2 separate regions of the Gossypium arboreum genome follow, and region 2 is linked to region 1. The links are chromatin contacts, called in public Hi-C maps. All regions are on one chromosome and are shown on one strand. Each heading gives the region's core, a stretch centred on a gene start, on an enhancer-like site or on the middle of the called end of the contact. The rest is flanking DNA. Distances are from core to core; before and after follow the strand shown. Region 1 holds the start of LOC108467121. Region 2 holds the start of LOC108462864 (GDSL esterase/lipase At4g10955).

Region 1 (4,071 bases), core at 271-2,770:
GGAACATGTCTTAAGTAAATTTAATATGGACTTACTAAGCATTCAAAATCTTACCCATTATCTCCTTTTTCGTTGTAGATCGTCAGTTTACGGAACATGTCGATTGGACCATCACAAAGCTCACACTATCCTATCAATGTTTCAATAGTCTTTTGCTCGTTTTAATTTCGATTATGTGGCATGTACATAGGTAGTAAAAGTGAGTCAACTTGTAACTACATGCTTGGTTTGAATTTGGACTAGTATATATATTATGAAATGATAATGCTTACATTTGTATTAAAGCATGATTTGGTCATGTTATGTTAATATATATACATAGTGTTTTAATGGTTTGTTTAAATGTGCTAATGGTAAGAATTGAACTTAGAAATAACATCGTTGGTATGTGATTTGAATGGCTTGGAAGAAGAAAGACTAGGTTGTGTTTTAAACAAGTTGTTGGATTGAATTATTATCAAAGATGTTTTGAATTGGTAATGGCTATATGCATTGATTGGTATGTATTTTGGAGTATTTTGTGTAGGTATGATGTGTGGTTAAGTGCACCATCTTAACCAATTTTGGTTTTGGCATGAAAAGGGACCAAATGGTAGTTTTTGTCACATTTTCATTAAGGTATTGATACCCTAGTAAGAGTATCAATGCCTAGTATTTTCAATCGGTTTTACAAACAAATAGAAGGTCAATTTGGTATCGAGAATAAGGTAAGGTATCGTAACTATAAGGAAATTTCGGTACATTGATCCAAGTATCGATACCTTATGATTTTAACTTGATTTTATGAAACATCAAAGCTTAATTTTGTATCGGTAATTTTCTAAAATTACAATTTAGTCCTTTTTGCCACATTTCCACATCCATAATATCTTTCTTTGATTATCATCTCTAATATCATTTTTTATTTCATAAAAATTCTTTATTTGACTCATTTTCTAATTTTCTTAAAAATTTACTATATTCGATTCTAAAATAGTGTTTTATGTCTTATAGAAACTCTTAGGGTGTTATAAGGAGAATATTGTACCAACTGACTATAAAAGCACATTCTTTTTAATTCTTTAAATGAATGTTTACCTTTTAGTTTTAATAATAAAGAGAATGTAACAACCGATAACTGTAACATGGAATAGGGAATTTTATTTGGAATTATAACATAGAAAATATGTCCAATAAACTCTTAATGCAGTAATAAGAATATTATATTGTAAACATGAGAGCTTGGGTTCGACCTAAGAAAAAAGAAAAAAAATAGTTTTAACTTTATTTAGGACCTATATTTGACATTTATTGGGAGACGAATGCAGAGACTATTGTTGACAAGTTTCTTTAGCTGTTTAAGGTCACTCATTACTTCCTCATATTACCCAAAAAAAAAAAAATCCTATTTTAATTCTACTTCTAGAAAGAAGAAAAAAATAATGGGCCAAAAAGAAGACAATCATTTTCATTTATTTATTAACTTGGGATAGCCCAAATATTGGGCTTTAGTTGCCCCATATCAAAGCCCAAGATACATATTAGGCTTTAAGGCAGCATATTAAGCTCCTGAGTTATGCCAGGGTCGAAACGTTTTCAATTTTCGAAACCCGCAGTTACGAAGATACCCTTTCTTGATCCTCATCACATCTTTCACTTCAGCGATACAGACACGAGAAAGGGAATGGCGGACTCTTCTTTCATTCGCTTTTAATCTTTTCGCTTTACAAGGTAACTAATCTTTCTGAATCCTCCCATTTTTCATATCTCTCTCTTTTTTTATTTCTATTTTTTTATTTAATTACTGAATTGACCTCTTAAACTTCTTTGAAAATCCCTATTTCTGTGAGGTTAGCAACTTAATCAAGTTTTTGAATAACATCGATATATGCATACCTAGACGATCCTAAGTATGCATGTATCTTTGATCATTTGATTTTTTATATGATTTTGATATTTTACTGGGTTTTTGTTGTTATTCTTGTAGGTTTTCATTTATTCTTGACAGGTTTGTAATTTTGAAAAGATAAAAATGGATGTGGATTTGGTTGCAAGTGAAATTTTGGAGGAGGATACTATTCCAGTTATTGATCAAAACAATGTAAGCTTCTAGTTAAATGATTATTCGGATTATTATTACTTCGGTTATTTCATTTCATTTTACTTTATTCTTTATTTTGTTTTCAATTTTGTCCTAGTTTCATTGATTTTTGTAGCTGAAAGTTGAAAAACTCTAGTGTTAGATGCGTGGAAAAAGTATTCAAATACTTGCACTGGTTTATGATAGTTGTTTGATTTAGAGTCTTGAATGTGTGTGTTCTTTTCTTTTTCCTTTTAAATGCAGGATCTTTCTAATTTCGATGGCGGAAGATGCGGGATATGCATGGATATTATTATTGACAGGGGGGTTCTTGATTGCTGTCAACACTGGTATTTTTCTGCATACTGTTTCTAGTTATTCCTATTTTCATCTTTACCCCCTGCAGCATCTTTAATTAGAAGCAAAGCTCCTTTTCTTTATGGCGCTAGTACTGTGGGTAGGCATCTAGTTTTCTCTTGGGGGTGTTTGGTTTGCCGCTTAACATACATTCCAGACTAAGGTGTTTGGATTTCAACATTCTGGCCATCCCGTAATAGTATAGGGTGTTATGGCCTCTTTCTTAGTAATCTGATATTCCAGGCGAAATCTGAATTTAGGACAAAATTACTTCTCTTTTCATTATATTTATCAATATAGTCCTTTTTATAATATTTTAAGACAAAAACCAAAATATCTCTTCTTTTTTCTTCTCTTTTTCTCTTTTAAGTTTGAAAACTAAAATTGATGCAGATACTCTATTTTGTATATTTGTATGGATATTTTTTGACAAAGCCTGCCTTAATATACTACTTTTCTTACAAGGAAAAAGAAGAAAACTATGTTCTTTATCGACCATGAAATAACTTTAAGAATGGATTTTTCATACGTAAATACAAGCTTTGTGAGTATATAAACTGTAGGGTTTTCCTTGTTTGAAAAAAAGAGTTAAAGAATTTGGTTATGGTCAGTGTTTCATGTACTTAAGAATGTCTGCAACAAGTAAGCACACACTCCTCCAAAAATTGACTGAGCTGACTTGTATACAGATTTGGGTCATTCCTAAAATGATCAACATGTGGTGTGGAGACAAACCATATAAATAAATTTTCATAATTAGGTTTAGTTGTGGTTCAATTGAATTCATATGATCCTTCAAAAGAAATTGAATTCATATGATAAAATAAAGGTGTAATAAAAGTGAATTTATTAAGTTATTTTAATATTATAAAAATTTGAGACTAAAAAATGTTGAAAGAAGTGAACTTGTAAACGCAAAATCTTACATTCTCGTAATCCTATTACGAAACATAATCTTGCATTCCCGCAATCTTATTACCTTCACTTTTTGATTATATTTCTCAATCTTTCTCCTCAAGGAGTAAAGTTAAGTAGAAGAAGCTACACTGTTATTTTGTTTTGACTCTCTACTTTGATTTTTTTAATGTGACATTTTATTCAGATTGATTAAAAAATCAATTAGTGTTCTGATGTCTTTGGATCCTGTTCTGAATTTGATGATGCGGGTTCATCTTGTGAATTTCAGGTTTTGTTTTGCATGTATTGACAACTGGGCAACAATCACAAACCTTTGCCCACTTTGCCAGAGTGAATTTCAGTTAATCACCTGTGTTCCAGTGAGTTATGCAAAATTCTTAAAGCTTTGATTTTGGTCTCCCTCTTTTCCTGCTAGTTATTTTACAAAAGTTATTTTTCTCTAAATGGCCCATCTGTATGCTAATTTGGCTACTTCACCTTTAGTTACCTTGAAATTCTTTATGAAAGTATATGCAATATGTTGATTAAATCATTTGAGCTACCATTTTGATCATGAAGGTATATGACACCATAGGAAGCAATAAAGTTGAGGATGAGACATTTTCCAGGTACTTCTCAATTCTACTTTCTTCCAACTCAGTTTCATTTGTCCACCAAAAGAGGGAAAAGAAATTCTAGTTTATGTTGGATTCTTGAAACTGCCTGCGTTACATCCTGGTGTCTATATAGTTTCTTGT
Region 2 (4,108 bases), core at 557-3,056, 140 kb before region 1:
TGAAAGAAATCTTGGGAAACGGAATATTATGTTCAATTTGACTTGTAAATATTATTCTGGTTTTCCTCTCTTTTCTCTTAGCATTATTTGTTTTGGCCAGATCCTTAGCATCATTGGTCTCTTCATGCAAAAATTTTCGAAGATTGATATTTTCTTCTATTTATTTCTTAATCTAAAAATTTCAATCAATGTTCGTAAGGTTGCTGTTGTGTATCCCTTTCTGATTAATCATGTTTACCATTCTTTCACACCATAGCCATTTTTTTCTTAGAAATCTTTAGACATTAGGAGGGATTACTTTTTCTTATCCTGGGTGAGAAGGATCATGACTGAACTTTTTTTTCCTCTTTTGGGGAAGGAAGTGTAGGGGGGACCTCTTCATTGAAATCCGCATAAATTGCTCCATAAGTCTACCTTATACATAAATCATATGGCGCATAACTGTTTTATAGAGAGAAACGGCATATTTTCGCATAAAACTTTTATTTATCCAGTGCATCATGCTTCAGATTGGGTTGATTTCCTTTATCACACTTTTCAGGTTCATTCCATTTTGAAGGATCTGGTTCACAAGGCTATCAGTGAGACTCCAGTATGTTCCCTTCTTTGCTTATCTTATTTATGTCTCAAGAGAAATCATGCCTATTGGATGATTATAAGTCATACCATTAACCTTACTTTTGTTTGTTATCTATTGCCCTTGAGTTTATATTTCAACTTGGTTTGGTTTTCAGGAATTAAAGCAGTACCCTGGTCTCCGAGTAGAGGTTGGAAATGCTGCAATCGAGTCTCTTGACAGAATGAGGGATCAGAGCAAGAAAGCAGCGCTTCAACTGGTTGATATGGAATGTTGTTACCTTACAGTTGAATTCTTCCGAAAGCTTCCTCAAGATGTCGAGAAAGGTGGCAACCCTACGCAATCAATATTTGACAGATATCATGAAACATACCTGAGGAGAATAGGTAGGTTCCTGAAAACAAGAAAAAGGTTTCTTGAATGATAGATCTTAATCATTTAACAGATAATGGGTTTGACCAATGATATATGGGCAGGAACAACTGTTTTGTCCTATGTTAACATGGTTTGCGCCACTTTGCGCCACTCGATTCCAAAGTCCATTGTTTACTGTCAAGTCCGTGAAGCTAAAAGAAGCCTGCTTGACTTCTTCTACACTGAGTTGGGTAAACTGGAGGTAAGAATTGTTGCCTCTTAGCATCTCCTTATGAACTCTGGGGACAATAGATGATTAGTGTGATTGACTTGGGAAAAATTCTTGTAGCAAAAACGATTGTCGGCATTGTTGAATGAGGATCCAGCAGTCATGGAGCGACGCAGTGCTCTCGCAAAGAGGCTGGAATTATACCGTAGTGCTCAAGCAGAAATTGATACAGTTGCTTGGTCCAAGTAGGGTGGCGAAATTGTTTTTGATTGGGCAGGCAAAACATAATTCATTCTTTCATTTATGATATGTATGAGCAGGGAGTCGTCACCTAGGGGAGGGTTGTTTTTTTTTCTTCTTTTTTAATGTATTTCATTTCTTAACGGCAGTTAAATGTAGTCATAGTTTTACCATCATCATTGTGAGAGCAATATCATTTGTTGCGTATGCTACATTTTTATGAAAATATATAATATAGAAATGTTTGCTAACATCTTGTCTTGCCACTATCTTAAATATATCATTTCGAAAGGTAATTTTGTTTTAATGAAAAATTATAACTCTGGTAGATTTTCTACAATTATAATTTTTTTTTAAAAGTTTGTTTTAGGTCATTCGGCTAATCAAACTATATATTACAATATAAGAGCCTAAATATCAATGCAGTCACATGAAATCGGGATATTATATTTTTTTTATTATTGTTATACACGATCCTTTCTCGACAAAAAAAAAACCTACAGTAGTTGTAGGTCCACATTCCCTGGGGCTTTTGTCCATGGGCCGGCGACGTTTTAATAAAATAGTGAATATGGTACGAGATCTATTTGCCATTGCTGGTGTTGGAAGAAAGAGATTTTAACGATGCTTAATGTCCTGTGTCGCCAACCAACTGCTTCAAAATATTAAAAGCTATCATCACAAATATCATACATACGGCTCCCAGATCTGCTCTTACCTCTCAATTCCAGTATAAAAGGTAACCGTCTTTCCTTCAATTTTTCCCCATTACTGCTATCTGATTTGTGAATCAGAATAGCATTTGGTTATTCTATTGTTTTAACCATTTTATCTCGATGGGTTCGTCTCGATCTACTTTATCTTTCTTTTACGCTGTTTGTTTTTGGGACTTAATGTAGTTGTTCAAGTAATGTAGATGGAAAACTTGAAAATAATAAAGTGCATTGATTGATGGTGTTTTTCAGCCATTTTCTGTTGTTGGTTTTGCTCTTCAATCAGTTCATTTCTTGATTCTGTTGAATTGCTGATGCATTTTTTTGGGGGGGTTTTATTGCTTGTCATTATGTCTCATAGGCTATAGAGATGTTGATGGATCTACACCAAATTTTTTTATGATGCGTAGAAATTAGATTAAAAATTTTGCATTAGGATTACCCGGGGGGGGGGGGGGTACTCCATATGAAGTCATTTAATGTATATAATAAGATTGATCCTTCTTTTCTTATATGGTTTTGAATCTTGGATCACTTTTTTTTCTGGGTTTGTTTTAATAATTTCTTATATTTGGCTGCAATCAGCGCCAGAAGGCTACAAACTGTAAAAGACAAAAGCGAAATCATACTTAAATATTCCAAAAAACTTGCAGTGAGAGTTAAAGCACGAGATTCTGTGGTATTTAATCTATATGATGGTCATCAGACCTTGGATTTTGCAGTTCTCTGAATGTTACTTAGTCACCACGGGCTGGCTTTGAGCAAATGTTTCAGTAAAAACTTAGTTCAGATACTGCTAGTTTTTGCTGCCAGACCGAATGTAGTAAATTGTTCTTGGAACTTATCTAGGTGCTCAAAAGATGGTTTGGTACCAACCTAGTTTAGATGATTCTAAATAGGCGTTTGAAAAATGTTGGAATCGGATAGTTTTTGAAGCTTAGGAACATTGCATGTACTTGTTGATGTTAGCTTTGCCCTGATAAATGTATCCTATTGAGCACATATTTAGATTATATCTTCTATTACGTAGGAAGTAATTTATGTTTCACTTGTGCATACAGGTAAGGGTTTCTAAAATATCAACGAGAAAAAAAACCGTGAATACTGTGATGGCCTCTGAGAGGGAAGTTTTTGGTCTTTCGGGTCCATTACACCTAACCAATATAGATTGGTAAGATCCATGTTGTCAATTTCCATATATGTATTGTTAGAAGTTGTGGATCTTTGAATCAGTTTTAATCTTAGAAGGTGAATAATGTGTAATATTCTGAAATGTTTTTTGGCACAGGAATAATGCACATCATCGAAGGTCAGTAGCAGCCAGTTTGGTTGAGGGTGTGTATATCTTGGAGCGAGACCGTCAGGAAAAACGTGAAGGTTCTCAAGCATTGGCTCCTCCCTGGTGGGAGTTCTTTCATTTTAAGTTGGTTCGTAAGCTGATTGATGATGTTGATTTTTGCATCTTTGGTGCTATTTACGAGTATAAACCTCCATCGTCTCATTGTAATGACTCAATAGTCTCAATTGATGGAAATCCCCGCTATGTGATTGCGTTCCGAGGTACCATAACTAAACCAGACTCCTTCACAAGAGACTTTGAGTTGGATATCCACATAATGCGAAATGGACTCCACCAGACATCCCGCTTTGAGATTGGCATGCAAGCTGTTCGAAACATGGTTGCTACTGTAGGTGCTTCGAATGTCTGGTTAGCTGGCCATTCCCTTGGGGCAGCTATGGCAATGCTGGCTGGAAAAACTATGGCTAAGATGGGAAACTTTTTGGAAGCTTTCCTCTTCAATCCCCCATACTTATCTGCCCCAATTGAGAGAATCAAAGATAAGAAAGTAAAACATGGAATTCGAATTGCAGGCAGTGTAATCACAGCAGGACTTGCTCTTGCTGCAAGGGGTAAGAATCCTAGGAGTCGATCTGAAGATCCATTCTCCGCTTTGTCTGCGTGGACACCATCTCTATGTGTAAATCCTGCAGACC

What was found. A called contact is a pair of places that touch in the nucleus more often than the background predicts.
Region 2: a Hi-C map of leaf shows a contact between it and region 1, with 5 times the contacts expected there. The contact joins the promoter of LOC108462864 here to the promoter of LOC108467121 in region 1. A contact is called at or near these places in 2 of 5 Hi-C or Micro-C datasets (both in leaf).

What each region holds. Positions count from the first base shown.
Region 1 is chr8:47,565,107-47,569,177 of ASM2569848v2, reverse strand. It overlaps LOC108467121, which reads left to right and starts at 1,520. Exons shown (of 15, transcript XM_017767639.2): 1 at 1,520-1,710; 2 at 1,967-2,080; 3 at 2,324-2,409; 4 at 3,603-3,693; 5 at 3,893-3,942. The coding sequence starts at 2,012.
Region 2 is chr8:47,707,551-47,711,658 of ASM2569848v2, reverse strand. It overlaps LOC108462864 (GDSL esterase/lipase At4g10955), which reads left to right and starts at 1,806. Exons shown (of 3, transcript XM_017762778.2): 1 at 1,806-2,139; 2 at 3,175-3,284; 3 at 3,402-4,108. The coding sequence starts at 3,223. It overlaps LOC108460767 (dynamin-related protein 5A-like), which reads left to right. Exons shown (of 16, transcript XM_017760408.2): 13 at 542-592; 14 at 735-963; 15 at 1,054-1,193; 16 at 1,281-1,651. The coding sequence ends at 1,409.